2 separate regions of the Rattus norvegicus genome follow, and region 1 is linked to region 2. Evidence: chromatin contacts called from public HiChIP or PLAC-seq data. All regions are on one chromosome and are shown on one strand. Each heading gives the region's core, a stretch centred on a gene start, on an enhancer-like site or on the middle of the called end of the contact. The rest is flanking DNA. Distances are from core to core; before and after follow the strand shown.

What was found. HiChIP or PLAC-seq counts read pairs in DNA pulled down with a chosen protein or histone mark.
Region 1: an H3K27ac HiChIP or PLAC-seq map of oligodendrocytes shows a contact between it and region 2, with 5 times the contacts expected there. The contact joins the enhancer-like site here to the promoter of Ctrb1 in region 2. A contact is called at or near these places in 8 of 12 Hi-C or Micro-C datasets (the A7r5 cell line, the Rat2 cell line, Schwann cells and 5 more) and 1 of 1 datasets of contacts at active chromatin or transcription factors (oligodendrocytes).

The regions. Positions count from the first base shown.
Region 1 is chr19:56,705,668-56,711,252 of GRCr8, forward strand. It overlaps Cfdp1 (craniofacial development protein 1), which reads right to left. Exons shown (of 7, transcript NM_199378.4): 5 at 3,311-3,430. Among named protein-coding and RNA genes, the nearest start is that of Cfdp1, 25 kb to the right of the region's middle. Within about 2 kb of position 1,669, at least 2 of the 93 cell types and tissues checked have an H3K27ac peak or open chromatin away from gene starts, as enhancers often do.
Region 2 is chr19:56,563,977-56,569,325 of GRCr8, forward strand. Ctrb1 (chymotrypsinogen B1) reads right to left here and starts at 3,002. Exons shown (of 7, transcript NM_012536.2): 1 at 2,928-3,002; 2 at 625-728; 3 at 457-536; 4 at 274-352; 5 at 1-38. The coding sequence starts at 2,979.

The sequences.
Region 1 (5,585 bases), core at 419-2,918, 140 kb after region 2:
CAGAAGAGGGCATCAGATTCCATTATAGATGGTTGTGAGCCACCATGTGGTTGCTGGGAATTGTACTCAGGACCTTTGAAAGAGCAGTCAGCGCCCTTAACCACTGAGCCATCTAGCCCCCAATTACACATTTCTAAACAAACAAACAATGCATTGTTTGTTTTCTTACAAAAAATTACTTTCCTATCTCTCATATAACCAGAGGTCTGTTTGCTAAAATATCTATTTTTCCTCTATTATTAATAACTACCAATAAACTTTTATCCATGACATCCTAGACAGTTCTATTAGGACCCTGCTGGAAGTCTTACTTCTTGAACTGAACCACTCAAAGGACTCAGCTCTGGAGTGTGTGCAGGCTTTTAATATACATTCGACTGTAAACACATCATAGGAGAAAAATATGAACACAACCAAACAGCAAAGGAAAAGAAGCCAACTGAGACAGTCAGATTCTATAACCAGTTCCTCCAGTACTGTGGCTATGTCTGATTTCTAACACTCTGAGAGAAATGCTCACTACTCTATCAAAACTCAATGATTGTGCTCACTTAAAAACTAAAAATGAGCCAAGTTCATAATTACCAACTTCTCAGGACTCTGGGAAAAATCACATTAGCTGTTTAGATAGAAAACTATCCACAAATGTGAGGTTCCTGGGACAGTCAGAGACACGACAACTGACAGACCACTGGACCAGGCATTATTTACTGTTGGTTTTCAGGGGAAAACATCTCATGCAGTCCAGAAGGAGCACAGACTCACCATGCAGTCAAAGCTGGCCTTGAGCTCCCAGATCCTACTACTTCGCCTCTAGGTACCAGGATGACAGTCTATTGCCCAGATCATCAATTTGAGACATAATTTTCATATGGCTCTAGCACAAATCTTTTCTGTCTTTGGGACAATTATGCCTAACCTGATACCACCAGGAGGTTGTCTGAGGTTCAACAACAAAGCCTTTTTTCCTATGTCCAAAAGGCAAGACAAAAGCACATGGGAGAAACAACTCAGTGCTTACAGCCAGGACTGAGTTCTGATGAGACTAGGGGTAATCAAGTCAGACTGGACGAAGAGAGCAGTGTGGGGTCGAAACCCAGCCAGCTTCCAGCTGTTAGAAGCTCGATACAAGAATTCAGTGTGCAGAGGAAAAGGGAGATCAAGAGGCTTGGATGATGAAGCCATGGGATTTAGACACACTTGGTAAGCACTGTGTTTTCCACTACGAAATGTAACAGCCTGATACTGTCCTCTAATTAAAAGAGGGTTTGCTCCATTCCTGACACACTAATTCTGGCTTTTTATAGCCTAAGTGCATGCTATTTTAAACATGTGGAGGAAATGCATTTTCAGATCCAAACACTGGCTCTCTGTATCTGTCCTTATTTGTTACTGAAGGATGTGGGACAGGATGTTTTACTCTGCTACACTGGTTTTCCTGTATTGCTTAAATCTGTTTAGAGAAAACGAAAACACATATTTCTATAAACTAAAGCAATTCCCAAAGTGTGGGGGGGGGGGGCAGGAAAACATTTTACTGTATTACTTTTCTTTTATATATTGGATGACTCCTGTAAACTCTCCCCTTGAAAGGACCTCCCATACATATGGAATCTGTTGCAGATTCTAATGTTTTCAATGATAAAACGAATCTACTTTCAAACCCCAAAGCAGATGATTTCTTTTGGCATTCCAAGCATTTTTCTGAGACACGGGTTTAAAAAACAAGCAGATACACCTTGAAGGGCCATTTGAGATTTTCTTTTTTTCGGAGCTGGGGACCAAACCCAGGGCCTTGCGCTTGCTAGGCAAGCGCTCTACCACTGAGCTAAATCCCCACCCCCCTATTTGAGATTTTAAATGTCCCACATTCATGCACTTTCACTCAGATACTTAGATATTCTCTATTCTGGTAATATTCCGTTAGAGCTTTCACAGAAGTTGATTAGCAGAGATTTCATTTGACCTTTTGTCACGGAGTCAGTAGGTCATTCATCTACTGGAAAGTAGCTTACTAGAATGGCTGTCAATAATAGCACCGTTTCCAGCTGCCCTTACCCCAGGAGCTCTTCTGTGCACAGCCTGAGGACAACTCCCCCCTTACTGTAGTCAGACTCTTCTCAGACCTTTTCTCAGGAGTCTCCATGTTGACCCTTGTCTATGCCAGGGCTGTACAGCTCAGGTTTGGGAGGAATCCCTCCTAGTCCATTTAAAGAGACTGTCCTATGCTGAATCGGCCCAGATGCACTTAGAAAGAGTCTTCAGGACAATCAATACCCTGATAAGTAACAGAAAAGGCAGTTGGCAGTATCTGAGAGGCCTCTTCCTTTCACCTACTTCCTGGGTCTCCCTGGAGTCACTTCTCACATAAATAAACCTTTGTCTTGGATTCTGCTACTGAGTGAGTGTATCCTCACAACACGCACCACTTTAACACCACTATTCAAAATCAGGCTAGAGAGATGAAAATTTGCCTACAAAGTTTAATAGGAAAAGCTGGTGGATTTTTAATGGGAGAAAAAAATGTAAAATAAAACTTTCCTGTTTGTCAGACAAGATGACACATACCTTTAATCCCAACACTCAGGAGAAAGAGGTAGATTTTGGTAAATTTGATACCAGCCTGCTTTACACAGTTAGCTCCGGGCAAAGTCATGCCTATATAGTACAGTTCTGTCTTAAAAACAAGAAAAACAAACAAACACCAACTTTCCTGTTCACACCAAAGGTGTCTATGTTTAATGAGGTGACAGTCCCCATCTAAAAGGTCACAGAAGTCAGCTTAGGAGCAAAAGAAGTAAACAATCAAAGTTTCTTTTTTAAAAAAAAATAATTTTTGACTGTTTTCTTTGAGACAGGGAGTTTACTCTGATGCCTAGGCTAGCTCGGAACTCCTTGGCTCACGTGATCTACCTATCTCAGTCTCAAGTAGTTGGACTACAGATGTAGATTCCTGTCCTACCTGACCCTCTGATGTTCCTTTGCCATCAGGGGTCTGGAACTAAGAACTCTATTCAAAATTTATTAAACATTCTGATGAACTGCTAATATTGTCATACAAAAATAATAATTTTAGGTATGCAATTTACACGTTCATCTTGGTGGTTAACTTCTTTCAGGTTGGGATTATTAAATAAGCAATTCATGCTAATTTTTCTAGCAAACGCCATCTGGGTAGACTTCTGTCAAGGCAGAGTTTCATTCCTTATGTCATAAAGGAGTGGAGACAGCTGCAGTTAGAAACAGCTCCTCACACAGAGAAGAGTTTCCCAGTGTGCCAACTACACCTGGAATTGAGACAAATACTCACCCTGACCCAGCAGGGGGTGGTGTTGCCGCTGAAGTGACAAGAGCCTGTGGTTTTTCTTTCTCTGTTTGCTTGAGGAAAGACTTGGCTTCCTTAGATGTAGCATCTACTTCCTTAGTCACCCTATTTCAAGGAAAGAGAAAACAAACTTACAAGTGGGATAGGAAGCAAAAATTAAGGAGCTAGAGAGATAGCTTAGCAGTTAAGAGCACTGATTGTTCTTCTAGAGGACCCAGGTTCAATTCCCAGGGCCCACATGGCTGCTCACCACTGTCTGTAACGCCAGCTCCAGAGGATCCACCCTTACACATACATACATGCAAGCAACACCAATGTACATAAAATTAAAAAGGAATAAAATGTTTAAAAAGAAGCAAAAATTATAGCAAAGGAAATAAATGAAAACCAAGAACATGCCACTGAATTTTCAATAAATTCTGGCCACTGAGTCTTATGAATAAGTTCACTCTAACAGTTCTATAAATAGGCATTTCCCAGACTGACACTAACAAACAAAACAACAGTATAGTTCAACAGTCACCTTCAAGTCTCCCATTCTATCTGCCAGTGTGAAGACTCCAGCTTCCACCGAGGCTCAGCTCACTTGTTACTAACAGATCTATAGAGACCCTGCCTGCACTCTCCCTCACTTACCAGATCAGCACCAACTCAGAGGGCCAATGAACAGTGAGATGGGGATGGGACACAGAGACAAAAGCACTGCCGTCATTGCAAGAAGAAAAGCAAACAAATGGGAATATCCCACAGAAGGCTCCTACCCGCTCTATTCCTAAAACCCCAAAACAAAATGCAATTTCTTCAAACTCGGCAAATTAGAGCTACCTAGGGAGTGACAGAATGCAACACAATCAGATAAAAAGTTCTAAAGGATGAAATAAAGACACTAAGGCGCCTCATATTTCAGGTAAAGAGCGGAGAAACATGCAACCCCTGTTTTGACATGCCAGAACAACACAAACATTTAAGGAATTTTGCTTAAATTCCAATCTACCAGTGGGCAGATCCAAAACTACATCAGTGTATTATAAATATTCAACCAAAGATTAGCCAAAAATGATAAAATAAACTCATCTATGAGGATGTACTAGTCTCTACCACCTTCTAGGATAATTTTTCTAATGAAGAGTCACTCTCTGCTGTATTTAACACTGAATTAACATTGTGTAAGCAGCACAAAGCTAAGCGAGGAGCTACGATGACACAGGACAAATTCCAGCTAAGGCAGAGACACACGGCACCACTCCGAGGCTTACACACTGCTGCTGCCTGCAGCTGATACTGGCAGGTCTACACCACTGTCACCCTGACAGGAAGCTCATTACGTCTGTCCCTAAGGATTAAAACTGAAATCTAAGCAGCTACTCGGCTTATTCAACGATCCAGAGTCTACACAGCAATGCTAGTCAAAATTCTGTCAACAGATGGTATTTTCCAAACTGGTCGTCACACATTTCCTGTCCATATGCTCCTCCCGAACCTTAAGCAAACCCCTGCAAAGTGAATGGGGTTTTAAGACTGTGTCACCTAGGGGCTGGGGATTTAGCTCAGTGGTAGAGCGCTTACCTAGGAAGCGCAAGCCCCTGGGTTCGGTCCCCAGCTCCGGAAAAAAAAGAACCAAAAAAAAAAAAAAAAAAAAAAAAAGACTGTGTCACCTAAGGGAGTCCTGCGCAAGGCCTTCTGTGTGCTCTGGGAATGTATCTTCAGAACTCTACCCACTCTACAGCACACATCACACGGAAAGACAGACAGACGGCTGGGCAATCATCCCTAGTGTGAAGGTATCTGAGTCCTTGTAAGAGCATCAGGAGAGGAAGTAAGTGGTCTTGAAAGTGGTCCCAACACTGGTTCAAGGGAACAAGCGAGGCTGAGCAACTGCCTGTGGGAACCCAGCGGCCTCGGCAACTCTGAGAAACTGCAACGGGACAGCCAGCTGCTTCATGCAAACTTTAGGGTCATCTGTTATATTGCCAAATCAATACCCAAATTAAACCTACATCAAAATCTTGGGCTTAAGGCAGAACTCAAAATACTATACTGAAAATAGAACCTTTGGGTTTCCTTGTCTTGTACAGATCTACAGAAGACTGGTGAGATTAATGAAGAACCAGCACATACTTTACTGTCCACATCCTGTCAAAGTCCCACAACAGTGACAGATAAATGTGACCAACTCCACAACAGCAGTAAGCGGAGGGACAGAGAAAGACGTCCATCTAACTTTCAGAAAGTAACACACCAGCTGGGCATGGTGGTACAC
Region 2 (5,349 bases), core at 1,752-4,251:
CGCACAGTGAACATATTGAACTTGGGGTTCTTAAAGACCTGTGGGGACAAGAAGCTCAACTAAGGCTTGGGGGGGACCTGGGCTCTGCCAAGTCCCAGGGGACACACTGTCCATTCCTTTTGGCCTCATCAGAACAGACCCAGAAAGAGACTTCTCAGACCAGTCCCAGCTCTACGGTGCTCCTGTCCTTTAAGGCGCCAGGGGCGTCTCCTTCCTGGGCTTGCTCCCCCAGCTTGTGGGCTGAGCCCCTCCCCCATCCAGCAGCCTGTGTACCTGTGCGATCTTCAGGACCTGGATGTTCTCTTCGTCGGAGCCCTGGTCAAACTCTCCAGCTACCACCACGTCGGAGGTCCTAGGTATTGAGACACACAGGGGTGAAGATGAGGAATGAGTCTGCTCCCTTCCCCATCCCCGAATAAAGCTGGAAGCAGAACCCCAACACAGTCTGGGACTCACTTGACCCCGCAGTGGGCAGCAGTGACCACCCAGTCCTCGCTGATGAGGGAGCCCCCGCAGAAATGGAAGCCAGTTTTATCCTGGGGAGGACGAAAAGGAAGGTTAGCGGGTCCCACCTTGACAGCACCACCAGTACAGGCACTCATGTTCCCAGAATCCTCCTCTCACCTGCAGAGACACCTGCCAGGGCCAGGAGCCGGGAATAGCATCCTCTCCGTTGACGATCCTGGACAGGCCAGTCAGCACGGGTTGGATGGTAGGGACTCCACAGCCTGGGAAGGGAATAGTAGCCATGTTGTAGAACGCTTCAGCCGACTCCGGACCCCACTGAGACCACACCACCTCCCCTGGAAACATCTGGCTCCCCTTAAACCTCTTGGCTCAGGGGTCTCTCACACGGAGCCTGCTGACCCTGGTTATCTTTCCAGGGATGAAGAGAGGCACAGCTGCCCCCATCCAGGTGTGTCACAGGAGAAGGAGCAGAAAACGAACTGGACCAACAGGCTGTCTGGTTCAACCTCCAGGCTGGCCATTTCTGTGGCACTTGCCTATTTCGGTAGCTAGACAGGGTTTCTCTGTGTAGCCCTGGCTGTCCTGGATCTCACTCTGGAGACCAGGCTGGCTTCAAACTCTAAGATCCCCTGCCTCTGCCTCCCCAGTGCTGGGATTAAAAGGGGTGGGGGTGGGGGGACATCACTACCGCCTAGCTTTGTTCCTTAATTAAAAAAAAAATTAGACTTTGTTCCACGTGTGTTGGTGTACTTCTTTGCCCTCAACACTCAGGAGACGGGCGGAGAGATCTCTGAGTTTAAGGCCAGCCTGATTTACATAGAGAGTTCCAGGCCAGAAAGGGCTACATAGTGAGGCCCTGTCTCAATTTAAAAAAGATAGACAGAAAAGAAAGAGAAGAGGAAGAGAAGGGGGACCTTAAATCTACGCCGTGAAAAAACACATCACAGAAGAGAGAGAGAGCAGCAGGAGTGGTCAGGCGTCTCGGACATGCCAGGACACGCTTGCTACACTGGCTGACGGACGTTCACAGTTTGGTTGTCCAGTGGCCCCTGCGACCAGCCTCTCTCCTTTGGAAGTCCTCTGACCGGCTCAAGGGCTTAGCACCTGCCTCTCTTGAGCACAGAGACTAGGAAACGGACAAGATTCTCCACTGATGACTGAAATACCTCGTAAAGTCACAAGCAACTATTTTTATACCAGCCACAAAATGAGAAACGGGAGTGACGTGTTCTCACAGCGGAGTGTGTTTAAGTGAGTGAGCTGGGTTTCCATGGCGACGTGGCTGGATCTCCCACTTTATGAGTGGAAAAAGAGCATATTGTAAAGCTGACACAGACGACTACTGTGCATGTAATTTTAAGGCTCTTTGCTTATGGACGTATAAATATGCAGTGTATTTGTGTGAGCCTAAAGAGAGATGACTCAACAGGACAAGGGAGGGAGCTCATTCGAATTTGGGTTAGCTCGATTAGCAGCAAATGCCTGCAGTCACAGATGTTCTGAAGGCTGAAGCAGGAGAATGGCTTGAGCCCAGGAGTTGCAGGTTGAGCAACTGGGTAAGACGGTGTTTCAGGATAAAGCCAGCAACAACAATAAAAGAAAAATGGCAGTGGGACAAGGGATGCCTATGGGGGACACAGGCCTGCAATCCTAGCGTAGGGGAGACAGAGGCAGGAGGACCAGGATGCACTGCAAGAGACCCCATCTCTGCAAGAAGCAACTGTTTCCCAAACGCTAGGACTACAGGCGTGTACCCAACCTCTAGATAATCTCCCCCACCCTTTAAAAAGATTTATTTACTTATTAGATATGAGTATACTTTAGCTGTCTTCAGACACACCAGAAGAGAGCATCAGATCCCATTACAGATGGTTGTGGGCCACCATGTGGTTGCTGGGATTTGAACTCAGGACCTCTGGAAGAGCAGTCATTGCTCTTAACCACTGAGCCATCTCTCCAGCCCCTTTTGTCTTTCATCTTTATATAAATGGAAAGCAAAATAGTAAACTGGAGGTGGTAGTGTGAGTCTTTAACCCACTCAGGAGGCCTCGGCAAGAGGCTTGCTCTAAGTCTGAACCTGCCTGGGGTACACAATAAACTCTGGGCTAACCTGGGCTACAGAGTGCGATCCTGTCTCAAACAATAAAACATAAAAGCAAGCAACAGAAAGAAAGCGAAATCCTTAGCATCTGCCAGCCAGCTCCTGCTGGGCTACCCCTACCTCATCTACATCTGGATCTACAGACCACAGCTGGACCCAGGCAGGTCTTTTTGCTCCTGAAGCAGGGCATAAGCCCAGAAAGTCCCAGGAGGACCCTGTCCTCCCTGAGGCTTCAGGGTACTGGTCCTTAGATGATATTCAAACAGGAAGGGCAGGGGATCAGCTAGTTCAGGATAACCCCTCTGCCCTCTTCCCCTCTGATGGTGCCTGGCTGGGTCAGCTGAGCCCCAGCACTTACCAAAGGTGGCCCCCACAAGGGCAAAGCAGGACAGGAGCCAAAGGAATGCCATGGTGCTGGTCAAGGGAGTGAGTGAAGCTTGCCTACCCTGAGGCTCTTTTTATGTCCCCTAGGGTCCTCAAGCCCTGCCCAATCCCCATGACCCTGTCCAACCAGGAAGGTCCGAGAGCTCTCCTCCCTGTTATCCAGAGACCTTGGATGCAAGTGGGGGCCAAGCGCCTTATCACAGTCTTGCTTGGCTCTTGGCCTGTAATGCCCAGGCCATGGGAAAAGGACAGGTGCCCTGATTAACAGTGCCCATGAACAGTGGCAGTGTGGACAATGTGGACAAGAAACCTGTGGAAGAGCAGCTCATGCAGACTTTCTGGGAGGTGGGCCAGGAGACCCAGTGCCCATCCTGATGACACAGAAAGGACCCCCAGCTCTTAACTGAAGGCAGTCCCAGGATAAATTCAAAGAAGATGGTGGCTGGAGGGGCTCCAAGTGAGCCGATGGTCTATGACCACAAATGCGTTTCACTCATCTAAAACACAGGGTTACATGGAAAGTCGGGACTATCCAAGGATCACCCTGTCTCCAGTCCCAACCAAACAGTCTAAGTATGGAGAGGAGAAGCAAGAATGTTGCCGATAGCAACAGGCCAGTAACCCCCGTGAGACTGCTGTAGTCAGTGGAGCCTAATACGCACGGAGCCCTGGGTCCAGCTCCCACCGCCTCACACACCAGACGTGCTGGTGTACACTACAATCGAAGTACTCCAGAGTGGAGGCAGGAGAGTCAGAATTCAAGGTCACCCTTAGCTACAGAGTGAGTTCAGGGCTAGCTTAGGCTACATAAGAGCCTGTCTCAAAAGAAGAGGAAGAGGAGGGAGAGGAGGAGGAGGAAGAGGAAAAAGAGGAGAGAGACAGTCTTTGTCTTTGTATAAAACTTTAGTTTCTTTTCAAAACGATTTACTTACTGCATTGGAATAACGACTCAGGGATTAGGAGCACTGGTTGCAGGCCTGGAGAGACGGCTCAGTGGTTAAGAGCACTGACTGTTCTTCCAGAGGTCCTGAGTTCAAATCCCAGCAACTACATGGTGGCTCACAACCATCTGTAATGAGGTCTGATGTGTGTCTGAAGACAGCTACAGTGTACTCATATAAATAAATAAATGAATAAATCCTTTATAAATCTTAAAAAAAAACCCACTGGTTGCTCTTCCAGAGGACCCAGGTTTGCTTGAGTCCAAGCACCCACATGGCTACTCTCCAGTCTGACTCCCTTTTTTCTGTCTCTTTGGGCACTGCATGCATGTGAGGGGTAGACAGATATGCAGGCAGGACACCAACACATTTTTAAAAATTGCATTTACTTATGGGGATTGGCGCACGCACATGGCATGGTGCACATGTGGAGGTCAAAGGACAACTTGTAGGAGGAGTCAGTTCTCTCCTACCTCGCGGGTGAGCCTCAGGTTTTCTGGCTTGGCCGCAAGCTCCTTCACCCACCGAGCCATCACACCGGCCCAGAGCTTTACTTCTGTAAAATAAAGCTCAATTTCTGCCACAGACAGGGGGCCGAGCCTGGCGTGAGGGACACACTGACAGGAAGTACAGCTGAACATATTCTCCACAAGCACACATGCAAGTCCCTTGTGTCCTGTGGCCAGGCACCATTCCAGGCGGAGGCTCCCAAGCAAATGGTGCCTCTGCCTGTGTGGGCAGAGACCCAGAGACCAGAGGGGACACTACCTCGATGAGACTATGAAGTAGAAGCAGAGGGACAGGCTAAGGATCTCTGTGGCAGGAGAGGATCTGCAGCTGTTGGAGAGGGTGCTACACAGGCCTTGCAGTCCAGCCGGGTGACACAAAGCCAGCAGAGCAACCACAGTAACACATGCCTATGATCCCAGCACTGTGGACACAGAGACCTGCAGATCAAGGGTAGCCTGTGGACTATCCCCAGTCTCAACTATGGCTTTTCAACTATTATATAAGTAAGAGTCTGGAGAGGTGGGTCAGTGGTTAGGGAGCACTTGCCCTTCTCCCAGAGGACCAGAGTTTTATTCCCAGCATTTTTGTCTGGTGACTTGCATCCCCTGTAGCTCTATAACTCTAGGGGATCTGACACCCTCTCTTCTGCCTTCTGAGTACACACATAAGCACACATTCTTGGACACAAAGCCACACTCAGACACACACACACACACACACACACACACACACACACACACACACACACAGAAATAAAAATAAAAGCATTTAGAGCCTGGACTACATAGCAAGTTTGTAGCTAGCCTGGGTTGGAGATCATGTGTTAAAAAAAAAAAAAAAAAAAAAAGAACCACAATGCTGAAAGGAAAGAAAGAAAGCAGGCAGGAACAGTAGGAGACTTCATCTAAGGCCCTGAGGCCCTCTGGTCGTCAGGTCTGCAAGACA